Linked DNA regions of Arachis hypogaea: region 2 is linked to region 1. The links are chromatin contacts, called in public Hi-C maps. All regions are on one chromosome and are shown on one strand. Each heading gives the region's core, a stretch centred on a gene start, on an enhancer-like site or on the middle of the called end of the contact. The rest is flanking DNA. Distances are from core to core; before and after follow the strand shown.

Region 1 (7,107 bases), core at 4,489-6,988:
CTTTAGGATTTTTGTGGTTCTAAGATTGAAGGTCCAAAGTCTGAAATCTAAACAACGTAAACAAAGCAAACAATCAAGACCCAACTCTGTTCATGAGTTTCATTTCAATTAGGATTTGGAATTTATACTTGCAAATTTGGGTCCAAATATTTATTCTTTCTATTTTCTATCACTGAATTATCTCTATTATTTGGTGATTAAAATGATTTTTTTTCATTTTTTTTTCAAATTAGAGTAATGTTACATTATCAACAATATTTATTATTTTATACGAATATTTGACTAACTCTAAACTCTAAAGACTAAATTTTAAATATTAAATTCTAAATTCTAAGTCTTAATAGTATAAAAATAAGGTATTGATTAATATTAATAAAAAATATTAGTTTTTTAATATTTTTCTTTCAACTATATTAGATTTATATTAAAAATTAGCTACGAAATTAATTACACGTATTTTATAGATATTAAAATATTAAATATTAAATATTAAAATTTTACACATATTTTATACTTTTTCTTTGATAAAAATCTAATTTCTAAATAAACAGAATCAAAATATTAAAATAATAAATTTATCACATACACAAAATACTTTGATAAAAATAAAGAAAAAATAATAAATAATAATTTATATTATACGAAAAATAATTACGAAAATCGTCTGATCACCATTTTAAAACAAAACATATATATACAAAATTCTTATTATTTATTCTAGTAAATTTACTCCCTACTAATGTTAATTATCCTCTTCACAAGCTTCAGAAATCTAATAATAATAATAATAATAATAATAATAATAATAATAATAATAATAGTAATAATAATAATAATAATAAGCAAAGATATTTACGAAAAAAAGTACGTATAATCTTTGCGTAACATCAAAAAGATAGAACACGATAATAATTTTTTGTAATAAAAAATTAAAATGATCATGCGAAGAAAGAAAAAAAAATGCAAATAAAAAAAATTGAAATAAGTCCAATAAGTTACAATTTTTATTGTTAAGTAAAACCAACATCACAAACATAAAATATCAAAAAAGATAATATAAGATAATTGGCACATCTAAATTTATTATAGAAATTCACTATTTTTAAATAGGCTCTAAAAAAAGTAAAACCATCATATATTTATAATTAACACATTAATCAAGAGAGACACCAACATATGCTCAATAAAATCTACAGAGCCAACCCGTCAAAACCCATACTATAATATATTTTTGTAGGCTAACAAAATAATAAGCTAAAAAAAAATTCATTAATTAACATTAAATTACAACAACTAATCATCATTAAAAAAGACAAAATCTGTCACTTACAGTTACTATCACGGAGCCTACTGCTTCAACTGAAAAATTTCAGACGCAGTAGAAGATGTGTGTTGCTTAGGCAAGATAGACACATAGGATCCAATCCACACATGTGGATATTTTTCTTCATCTACACCATAGAACTTCCCTTAAAAAAAATACTAAAAATTTGTTTGCGTGAGGTTTTAAAAAAATGAGTCACTCAAATAAAAAGACGCCTAAAACGTCTTTTTTTAAAGATATTTTTTTTAAAGATATTTTTCAATAATTAAAATTTAACATATATAATTAATTAAATCATGTTATTTTTATCAAAAATAGACTAGACAAATTAATTTAACCAAAAAAATAGTGAATCAAATCTTAAGTTGGTCTAAATTAATATTTTTTTTATAAAAAATGATTAAAACACTCTTATTAGTATTATTTTATATATATATATATATTAATTTTAAAAATTTTAAATTTTAATCCTACGATTGTAAAATCCGGTTAATTAACGGCTAATTAACCCATAAATGAGAATTTATTCTAGAAAGCCAAAAATGTGATTTTTATGGCTAAATGTGATAGAGGAGATTGAGACGAGAATTTTGGTAACAATTTTATAGAATTCAGACCAAGATTGGACCGAACAGGCCAAACCGGGCCAACCGGACTCAAAGTGGGCCCTTGGCCCAACATAACTAAACCAAAACCCTAGTTTTCAGTACTCTCTCTTCTCACACAACACTAATACACGCTGAAAAAGAGAGGCCATGGGGGAAGAACACTCTCTCAAACTTCTATCTCTCACTTGATCTTCAAACCACCATAACTTTTGATCTAGAGCTCCGATTGCCGCACCATTTGTGGCCACGTATTCACCGCGGAGAGCTCTACAAAACCCATACAATTAATCTTGAGGTAAGCCACATTTTGCTCTTCGAATTTCCAGCCTTATTCTCGAGTTTCATGAGCAAAAATATTGAGATTTTGGGTTCTTTGATGTTATAGGACCCAACTCTCTTGAAGGAGAAGGTTAATCTTGTCTCCTTGGACTTTGAGTGTGGTAAGATTCTCAACCCTAGTATAATTTGTTGTTTTATGATGTTTGGGTATTGAGATGTTGTGTATGGGTATGATGATTGTGGCTTAGGTTGTGTATGTGTGAATGTTGGAGCTTGATTAGTGATATTGAAAAGCTTGAAAAGGGATTTGGTGGTGAAAAATCTGTTCTTGGAGGTGTTGAGGCCTTGAGAGCTTGTGGAAAAGTGGTTTGGAAGTGCTCCGGTTGAACTTGGGAAATCGGCTAAGGTATGGTCTCGGTTTCCCGTATCTAATATGTAATGTGGTAGGAAATACTTAGGCTAGAGGCCCTAAGATAGGAATTGAATTGTTGATGTTATTGAATGGTTGATATATATGATGTGGTCATATATGTGATGATGATTATTAATGCCTTGATGGTATGATATATGAGAAATATGCATGTTGTGATATATGCTTGATGATTGATTATGGTTGAATTGTGGGTGGAACCATGATTGATGGTGAGTATGATATTGATTATGTACAATGATGGTTAATTGGAATTGGTGTTGTTGAAAATTGGCATGAGGAATAGTATATGATATGTCAATGTGTTTGAGTTTGAGCCACTTGGGTGAAGTGGGTTAAAATGATGGGATAGTGATTTTGTAAATTATAGTAATGTGTCAATATGTGAGTTGAGGAGGCTTGATGTTGAATTTGATATATTTTAATTGATTTCAAAGAAAAGGGATGAAATTGACATGTTTTGATTGATTTTGAAAAGAGTTGAAAATGGCTTGTTTTGAAAATGGCACTTTGTGGTTTTGTATGAAAAACATGGTTTTTGGGTATACTTTGATGGGACATAACTTGAACTACAGATCTCTGTTTTGTGCCAAATCTGTTTAGAAATGAAATTGGATCCGGGATGTCCATGTCATTCGAAAAACGGGTGAAAAACGATTTAAAATGAGAAAGTTATGTCCGTCGGAAGTTTGGGGGTTGAATCTGTGAATTCTGCAGTTTTTAACTTAGAAAATTTTGAACAGAATGACCCCCCGCGCGTAGGTGCACTTGGCGCGTACGCGCCGTTCTTCTCGAAAACGCCATCCACGCGTGCGCGTGATGTGCGCGGGCGCGCCGAATGTGCTGCACCCAATGCCCAGCCATTTTCCAGAGAGTTATGCCAGAACTGTGCCAGTTTTGTGCCTGGGGCACGAGAGTACCCACGCGTACGCGTGGTTGACACGTGCGCGTCGATTGGCTAATTTTCTATCCACGCGTTAGCGTGCATGACGCATACGCGTCGATGAGTTTTGTAGCCATCCACGCGTGCTCGTGGAGTGCGCATACGCGTGGCCCTATTTTCATCCCAAAGTTGATTTTTGAGTTTTAAAAGCCAAATCTCATACTTCTAAGCCTTCGATCTCACCACTTATGTCTTAAATCATCATGATATGCCTAGCTATTAGAAAAGGATCTAGGGGATGTGGTAACTTGTGAGTGAAGCAAGGGAAAAATGAATGATCAATGAGGATCAAAGATGATTATGTGAGAGGCGGAGGATGGTGGTGGAAGTGCTTGTTATGCCAAGGGCCGAAAGGCCATAATTGTTAATGAAATGACTGGTTATGGATTTAACCGTGAGCTGAATGGCTGGTTATGGATTTAACCGTGAACCGAATGGCTGGTTATGGATTTAACCGTGAGCCGGATAGCTAGATTATTGCCGTGTTACGGCGGAGCCATGATTATGGCTATGTATAAATGCATATATGCTATTGAATGAATTGTGAATGTTGCACTTCCACTATTGGAGATGAGAGTTTCCCTGGAAGGAAGCAGTGGCTAGTCACCACGTGCTCCAGGTTGAGACTCGAAGCTCTTCTGACCCTATGTCGTAAGTGTGGCCGGGCACTGTGAAAGACCCGGATGAGCTCACCCCCGTAAATATTCACCAGTGAGGGTGATGGATATGGATCATGATTATGATCAAGTTTATGATGAGTATAACTCGAGTTGGGGATGCGCGACAGAGGGCAGTCCAATGGTTAGCTACCAGGACTTGTCGGGTTGGCTCTATAACCGACAGATGATATCATCAGCCACTAGGGACAGGCATTCATCATATGCATACTATATGAATTGTTTGAGATTGCCTATTTGACTGCATATTACTTGCTAATTGTCTAAATGCCTTATCTGTTCCTATTCGTATATCTCTTGTTTGATATAACTGTGTTTGCTACATTATACTCCTGCTGGTGATTGGGAGGTCTGAAGGAATTGGAAAGGGAATTATTAGTTAGACTGAAGGATCTTTAGTCAGATTGCCTTTATGGTTTAGCTTGTTTATAAGCTTTGATACTATCTGGAGGAAGTTCTAGGATTGCCTTCGGCTTTCCTCTATTATTATGTATTATATATGTGGAAGCTGTTACCATGCTGGGGACCTCCGGTTCTCACCCATGCAGATTTTGTGGTTTTCAGATGCAGGACGTGAGGTTTCTCGTTGAGGCCTGCTGGAGACTTCTAGATTTGCAAAGATTCCTTGTTCTCGGGACTATGTTTTGGTTTATATGTTTTGCTTAGATGCTTTTATCTCCATTAAATAATACAAACTGTGATGACTCCTCTTATGGGAGATTTTGGAGAATAGGTTTTTGTTTTCGTGTCCCTTTGGGTTTCCTTTGGGGTTTCCTTATTTTATCATATGTATATATTGCTATATGCTCGGACCGGTTATCTTCGCAGCCGGATTTTGAGTCTTGATATTCCTGTTTTTGACACTCTTTTGTATATATATAATCTCGCGTTGGTTTATCCTTGTTCGTTACGTTATCGATCAGAGTGTTGCGCTTTCGAGTTGCGATTTTTGTTTACCCCTTTTTCTACAAAGGCTCCTAGTTATAATCAATCATTCATACTACTATACGTACTAAATTTTTATTTTAGAGGTTGTAATACCTTGCCATCTCTGAATTATGACTTAAGCATAAGACTCTCTATGGTAGGGTGTTACAACGATAGAGAAATAAAGGATTAAAAGATCTTATGAAAAAGTAAAAGTAATTTTATGTTTGTGTATTTCATGTAAAAAGATTTTTTTATTTATCAATTATGTTTGAGTATAACAATATAAAAATATTTTTTGTTTATTTATTAGATGAAAAATCTTTTTTTTAAAAAAAGATATTTTAAAAAAAGATGTTACAACTTCTCAAAATTTTTTTTAATTTTTTAATATTTTTACTTTTAGTATTAGAAATTTGTTAAATACGCTATTTATAAAAAAAAAATCTTTTTTTAATTGAAATTTTTTTTTTATCAAAATATTGACGATCACTAAAATCCTAAAAAAAAAAAAATCTTTTTTTAATTAGAATTTTTTTTTTATCAAAATATTGACAATCACTAAAACCCTAAATCCCCCAACGCAGGCGAGTCCCACTCCTCTCCTCTTCTCTGAAACTGAAAAAGTGAACAAAGAATCCTAGCCCCCCCTCCTCTCCAGCCCCGCACCCCGCAGCCTCGGCAGTCACCGCAGTCCCCGCATCCCCGTTTCGTTGTCATCGCGGAACTCTTCTCCGCTGGGAAGCTCCGTCGTAGGAAGCTCCGTCGCTGTCCTAGGAAGCTGTGTCGTCTTCGTGGGAAGCTCCCTCGCCGTCGTGTGGATGCTCTGTGGCCGTCGTCGTCTCCTCTGTTCGAGCGCTCTCTCTCTCTCTGTTCGCAACCTTGCTTCTGTTTGGATTTTCAAGAATAGGAAGGTAAGAAATTTAACAGCAATAGCAAAATAGAAAACAGAATTGAAGAGTGGATCAAAGTGATTGAAGGTTTAAAATCTAATAAGTGCATCTGTTGAAGAATGTTTAAGACCTTACTTAGGCAGTGGTTGATAGCATAAAATGGTAGCATTATCTTTGATGTTCTAGTAGATTGTCACCTATGTTGTATATATAACTATAAATATATTCGAGTCATACCATTATTTTAAATGTTAATCAGAGCTTCTCTTGCTGAATATATTTACTTGAAAGTTTTCCTTGTGCCCACCACTTTTTGAAACACAAAACAGAGTTTTTATTGTTGAAGCTACATCCTATATTTAGTTTGTACTTTATGGCTGGAAATTTTATGGAAGTGGTGGCAAAAAGAGTAAGTGCCTGCATTGTTCAAAAGTAAAAGATTTGATTAATTGTCATGACTCCATGATCTAGGAATCCTATATTATACATCTTTCATGCATTGCTTAGTGTTTTCCAACATGAATTGATGGTGCCTGCCTCACCTTATGCATTAGATTATGCAATACTGATAGAGATAGCCATTGGGGATAATCATATGGACAAAAAGTAGACTCACCAAGTTGAGGTAAACAATAAAATAAACTGCATTGATGAATGAGAGTAACACTTACAATAACAGAAAGTCATTAAGCAATAAACATGGACTGACTTGATTCAATTCAACTTAATGCGCCAAATTGTTTATGCTGGAATCAATTCTGAGTTGTTTATGCTATGATTATGATTTTAAATTGTTTATGCTGATTTTTCTGATTTGTTGATTCTGGTTGTTTATTTTTCTGATCTGTTGTTGATGGTGTTGTGGTGCAGAGCTTCACTCCATTGTTTATGTTGGAATTTTTCTTTGTTTATTCTGATTTTTCTGATTGAGTTGTTTATGCTGATTTTTCTTATTCTGATTTGTCATTTATGCGTATTTTGATGTTTATTAGTTATAAATTTTGATGTTTGAGAACTTTTAATGAT
Region 2 (7,157 bases), core at 3,724-6,223, 220 kb after region 1:
TAAGTCCGTTAATTATCTTTTTTTTAAATAATATTAAATTATTAAATATTAAAAATATATAATTTTATAAATATTTTAATAAAAAATATTATCCAAAATAAACGTAATCATTAAATCAAATTTTTTGAAATTTGATTAAATATAATTATAAAAAAAATTATAATTTTTAAATTCACATAATATACTTTTACTTTTCCTTAAAAATATCGGTTTTAGTCATTAAATATATTCAAAAACTTTATATTTGATAATATTCTGATATCTACATTCCTCAAGCAATGGAAGCACTGGTGTAAACATAAACTGATAATAAACTACATTATGCATTTGTCGTACATGTCTACATGATGTCCAGCGATGTTGTTAACTTTTTGTGGTTCAAATAGTAACACTTTTGTCGCGATAACATACTTATAAATTAAAAAAAAAAAAATTTGTAGGTGATATCAAGGAAAAATATTACTGTCGTATAATTACGAATGTGGGTAATTATCACTTATCAATAATGCATTACACTTTTAAAAGTTCAAAAGCTAAGTTTTTTTTTCTTTACTTTTAATATTTAACTAAGGCTCAAAAGACTCAAGTTAAAAGAGTTAACTATTTTTGGTTTCTTTGCATCAGTGTTGATGTGGAGCATTTATGAGATGATTTCAGTCGATTCAAGGTATGAAGAGAGGGGCAGGGGGGACTTTCCCCACTGGTGTTTTGAAAAAAAAGTAATAAGTATATATAAATAAATATATGAGTATATATATAAATAGGTTTTTAAAAAATTTTGTGTCGAACTTTTTGTCTCTAAAAAAATTTTAATATGTTGAGATTTCTAAATTTTATAAAGGTTTAATTACTCTGTTGGTCTTATAGTTTCGCAAAATTTTTAATTAGGTCTCTATATATTTTTTCTTTTAATTGAGTTTTTGCGCCAAATTTTTTTTTAATTGGGTCCCTACATTTTTTTCCTTTTATTTAGGTCCCTATACTAATTCTTTTTTTTTTTAGTTTGGTCCCTATAAAATTAAGCCAATTATTACTAAGAGGGACTTAAATTGAAAAAAAAAATTTAGTGCAGGACCAATTAAAAAAAAATATAGGGATCTAATTAAAAATTTCACGAAACTATAGGAACCAACATAATAATTAAACCTTTTATAAATATAAAATATATAGGTCTTTTGTCACATTTTTAAAAACATATTTATTCAAGTAAAAATAATAAATCTAACTAAGATCTATTTTATTTTTATAAAATTTAAAAGCTTTAATATAATAAATTTTTTAAAATACAAAAATGTCTAAAATAAAATTTTTCAGAGACCTATTTAATTATATATTCTAAATATATTTGTCCGAATTGTCATATTGTCTTTGTTGTCATACGTAAATGACTCTTTTTGAGATTGTTTATGTTATAAAAAAAAATTATTTTATTAAACTTGATATGTAACAATATTTATCTTATTAATTTGTCTGTGTCTATTTATCTTACTAAATTTGATTTAGTATCAAAGCTAAAAATAAATAAATAAATCAATTCCATAAAAAAATTATAAAGAGTAATAATGTGTTTTCTAAAATTAATCGATAAGTTAATTATCAAATTAAGACTTAATATTCTAAACGTAAGTAAAAATATTAGTGTATTTTTGTAAATTAGTTGACATAAAAAAATTATTATTTATCTATTTATTAATTAATATTTTTTATTTTAATTCTTAAATATGATCTTATTTATAAATTATTTTAAATATAGCAATTCAATTACATTCATTTTTTTAGATAATTTAACGTCAAGCATCATCGATCTTTTCCTCTATTTTCTCTCCCCATGGCGTGTCCCTCCGTGTCCCCCTCCATGTCTTCTCTCGGCAGCCGATCTCTCTCCACCCAACTTTGATCGTGCGCAACGTTTCTGAAGAATTACCATGTGTTCATAACACGCAGCGGAAGAAAAGAAAGTAATCCTTAAAGATCTATTTTGTGCGTAAACTTTATTCCTATAATATAATATAGTAGTAGATCAGATTTAAATACCTGAGTACGCTAGTAAAAAATCTTTTTCTCCTTCGATGGTACAAAGGCGCTATGCGTATCCACACCGAGACCAACATTTGCTGTCAACCCCTTGACCAATGGATATCTGATCTAAATTGAGAAACCTCTTGCAACTCTTTGCACACCATAAAATTCTTCTCTAAGAATTAGGCTCACATACATTTATGTGTGTAGAGGTAAAGGAATAACAACCCTTGTTATTCTCTCTGTCTTTCTCATGCTTACCTCTACTCTTGGCATACCTATATATAGTATGAGATTTGTTGTTGATTTTAAATTTGAATCTCAATTCAATTTTAAATCATATCTTACTATTTTAATTTGAATCTTTCAAATTTATGAATCATATCATAACTCAATTTGAAACAGAATCAGTTAGGATATCATCAAACTTTATAATTCAAATTTAGAAATAGAATAACTAATTATTTTTAAATCTCATTTAATATTCTCAATTATCATACTATTATTATATTTTTGGTGCTAGCAAAAAATATAATAATATTCCATCTGAATTAATATAATTATTTATTTGATTAAATCAAAATAATAATTAAATAATTCTATAGCAAAGGTTAGAACACTCGTTAGTGTGTGACCCCATAGGTTCAATACTAAGCGGGTAGTAAATTAGTCATACTAAATTTACTAATCAAGGTTGGCGTCTAGCAACACTCCTCAACGACCCGATAGTATGAAGTAATATATTTTTACTAAGAACCTCAGAAGAACAAAGTATAATTCCTTCCATCTTTCCAACTCTTGGTTAACCCTTAGGGTATAGTTTAATGTCAAACTCTAACTTGTTACCATTATTATAATGAACTGTGAATGACTTAAGAAACTCATTTCTTCATTCATTCAATCCCCTTGGCCAAGGTTTTATTCATCTCATTCATTATAATCATAGAGCTCAAACTCTTTACCGAGAGTTGACGGATTCCTTATTGACTAATCATTAATTCTACAAGTATTTAAATTATGTTAATTACTATGACAGTCGCAGGTCAAAGGAAACTCTATTACTATGTTCATCTTGAGAATATCCTATTGACAAATATGCGGTAATTATAACCATTAGGAATTCTCAAAGTGAGTCAGTTCAATGGTCATATCTCTATATGCACCATCTATATATATAATTTAATAAATGAGATCTATTAATCTTCATCCAATGAAGATCATTATATATATATATTGATCTTTCCGGATTATTAATGTCCTTTTTAATAATCCTATGACCAAGAACAATTTTGATTAAATTATAAAAGATTTATCTCTCAATATTATGATCACTATCACAATGATAAATCTCTAAATTTAATCAAGAACTTTATTATATTAACATTTTAATATAATGACAATAACAAATTATTTGACACGTGATTGATTGGATTGTGATCATACTACTTATTCACAACAATCTCTCACTTGCACGAGAGCCAATCATGATAGATTGGATCTTGGCATACTATTATCACAATAGTTTCTATGAAACACATCGCACCGCATTGCCAGCACTTTCAACGGCCTATGTAGTCTCTCCATGGTGCACGCATTCGTGTCTTTCCCCCACGTTTTCTTTGGGTGGCACTGGCCCACCCCATCCAATTCTGATCATGCGCAGCGCTCCATTAAACATGTCGTGCCATGTCGTCAGCCCTTCCACGGCCTTTGATCGCCGCGACGGAAAGTCTATTCTTACAACATGTCTCACTGTGCCGCCGGCCCTGGCACTTGAAGTCCGCATGTCATTTTTTTTTACTAGTTTTAGATGTATTTTTCTTTTAAATTTTAGATATTTCTTTTTCTTATGTTTCATATATTTTTTTTATGAATTTTGGATTTGTTTTAAATAGTTTTAGATATTTTTTCTTAGTTTTTAGATGTTCTTTTTTCAATATATTATTGGATGTCTCGTTTTAATATGTTTTGAATTTTTAAAAAAATTTTGGATATTTCGTTTTTGTTAAATTTTGAATGTTTATTTTTATTATGTTTCGAATGTTTCTTTAATTTTTATTAAAAATTTTTAAAATGAATTTTAAAATAATTTTGGATTTTTTGTTACATTTCAAATTTTTTTATTAGAAATTTTTTAAATAATTTTTTATATTTATTATTATTTGGTTTTAGATTTTTTTAATTTTAGATTTTTTTATTAAATTTTGAATGCTTCTAATAATATTTAAATTCACGTTCTCTTAAAATAAATTTTCAAAAAAAAAAAATAGTTAGCTGCAACTAATTGCGCTTCTTATTAATTATCAGTGGGATTAAACTTAGAAACAAAATTTAAATTATTGATTAAATTAAATGCGTCAATACGTTTATATAATTTCGAACACCCTCGGTGATGTTACACGTTCCATGCAAAACTGCACCAAAACATGTGATGTCGTGTATATATATATATATACTTAAAGAACTCTGCTACCTACCAACTCCGCTAATTTCATGGTTACAATTATTGAATATTATTATATATTATGGGTTATTATTGAATAATTTTAATATAAAAAATATAAGGTATCAATATATTATCTACTAATTTATTGTGAATAACAATTAATTATTATATTTTAATTACAATTAGTAATGATATATATATATAAAAAGATATATTTATAAAAATATTTTATTAGATAAAATTATAAAAAAATATTTTTATTAACACATCTATAAAAATATTTCTATTAAATACATAAATAAGAGTCGATAAAAATTGGTAAAGTCTTATTGGTTACGTAGCGAAAATATTTTAATATTGAGCATACTAAGTATTTTATTTGATTATTCTAGAAATGGATTCATGTGATTTGTCAGTGAAAAATATTTGTGTGTGAATGCAGATTCATTCCGTACTAACATACAAATATAACATATGAATATTGTTTAATATGATTAACTTCCCAATAACACCAAGGTTTGATCACAGCATTAAATATTATTAGTTAACATATACAACGTGTCTATACAGTATATACCATCACTACAAGAGCAACGGTATTTAGCAACGGAAAATTGTCTGTGTCTCGTAAAATCGCCGCAAGTTGATGAAGAAATTGTGGTTTTTATAGCGAATTTTATTTCTATCAAAGACCAATCAAAATAGTTGTAATTTTGTGTCTCAACGGCTCCAAATTACATAAAGCTCCAATTGACAAAAAAAAAATAAAATTGGAGAAAGCCAGATTCAATATTTTTTGTTTACGCACGAACTCAAAAGGGGACAAAGGCACGAATCACTCGGTTCAAAATTCCCTCCCGTAGTATACATGCAGTATACATTCCGTTCATCAGCTGCAGCCGCTACATCATTATTCCTCGTCACGGATGCTCAAGCTGCCGCATATCTCCTGCGATCGAAAGAAAGGTGGAGAGGCACGTCTGTTGTTAGTCCCTCCACCGTGCATGTTCCAGTGTCGTCGCGTGGCTTTCCAACAGTCCCAGTGTCGTCGTCCTCAATCTTCTCCTCTGCCCTGTTATAGATCATATTAGTTCTCTGATAACCATTATTCCTTGATGAGAAAGTTGTCAATTGCATAAGATTCTCATCATTGTTGGGTTTTGGATAATTAATAACTTAAGAGTTAGGTGAAGATAATTACAACCTCACAAGATGTACAAAATAATAAGTCAATCATGTGTAGTCCATACTCAATTGAAGTCTTTATCATTTATTTTAGCATGGATGAATTCACTACAGGGACAGAATAGAAAGTAGAACTTAGGATTTGAAATTAATTTTTTAGTTAAATATACACTTTTTTTATTGTTGACTATGCAACTCTTAGTAAGAAATACACTTTATTGATATTTGGATAAATATATGAGTATTTTTATCAGCTTTGCAAATGTCGTTTACCCATCAATTTATTTTGTCAGTTACAAAATAATTAAGATTTCTAATATCAGGAAAAATTCGAAAAAAAAATATCTAACACATTCAAATTAAAAAAGCGTTGATTGCCGGTACAAAATACAGTATTTTTGCAACCATTTAGCTGGACAAATAGCAGCGGTTACAAAATGGTCGGAAATAAATTTAAAACTATTGAATATTAGATAGCGGCAGTTTTAAACCGCTGCAAAATAAATTTAAAAGATACAATGGTTAACAAATAGCAGCGGTTCAAAACCGCCGAAAAATACCGTCAAATTCAATATTGGCCAAGCTAAATCAACCGACGCTATTTGAGGGATTTCGCTGCGGTTGTGTCAATGGTTTAGTGAAACAGCCACAAAATCAAATCTCCACGCTCCATTCTGCAACGTTTCTCGAAGTGCTAGTAACTCGTTTTGCGGCGATTTAAAACTGCCGCTAATTTCTATTAAAATCGCTGCTAAATCCCGTTTTTCTTGTAGTACATAACAAAATTTCCTGGTATAACATTGTACCATGGAACATTAATTTTTCAGTTTTCATCACCGTTGAGATTCATATTAAATAATTTATATGATCTAGATTGAGTTGGCAAAGATGGTTGTGGGTATGCAATTTAAAAAGTTTTCAACCCCTTTCTTTTCCAAACTATGTTTTAGAGTAAGCTGAGGTATGCTGTGTTTGATATCAATTTTTTATTGGCCCTTTCATATGTTAGAACTAACAAACAAGCTCATATGCAACTCGTATAAGAATAAGAAAATTATTTAGTAATTTAGACAATTAATCAGTAGTTATCAGTTTTCATAAATCATTTAACGATCTTTAGTTATAATAAAAAAGATATATTGTTAAGTCTCAAAAAGTATATACTGATATCCTTTGTTTCTGCAATAATTAACCCTACAATTAAAAATAACTTTATATATATATATATATATATATATATATATATATATATATATATATGACCAAACCGGATAACAAATTTTAGGCTAAGAAATTTCGGTTTAATTAACAAGTATTTCATGTTTATTATATGCATCTAGAAATTTGATGCTACAACAACATAAAAATGATAGTAGTAATAGATTAAAAATTATTTCTGACCATTCTATTTATTTGGATCTAAAAAATAATTTACAATCTTAGAAAACATAAAAGATTTATTTATTGATGGCATCTTATTTAACATTATTTGATTTCTGATACGCAT

The links. Hi-C and Micro-C count contacts between places; a contact is called where the count stands out from the background.
Region 2: a contact with region 1 is called in a Hi-C map of leaf, with 3 times the contacts expected there. The contact joins the enhancer-like site here to the promoter of LOC112696963 in region 1. A contact is called at or near these places in 3 of 8 Hi-C or Micro-C datasets (all in leaf).

Annotation. Positions count from the first base shown.
Region 1 is chr6:93,108,460-93,115,566 of arahy.Tifrunner.gnm2.J5K5, forward strand. It overlaps LOC112696963 (ribonucleases P/MRP protein subunit POP1), which reads left to right and starts at 5,739. Exons shown (of 13, transcript XM_072197317.1): 1 at 5,739-6,102; 2 at 6,636-6,706.
Region 2 is chr6:93,332,653-93,339,809 of arahy.Tifrunner.gnm2.J5K5, forward strand. No RefSeq gene overlaps it. Among protein-coding and RNA genes, the nearest start is that of LOC112696970, 9.5 kb to the left of the region's middle. Within about 2 kb of position 4,974, at least 2 of the 3 cell types and tissues checked have open chromatin away from gene starts, as enhancers often do.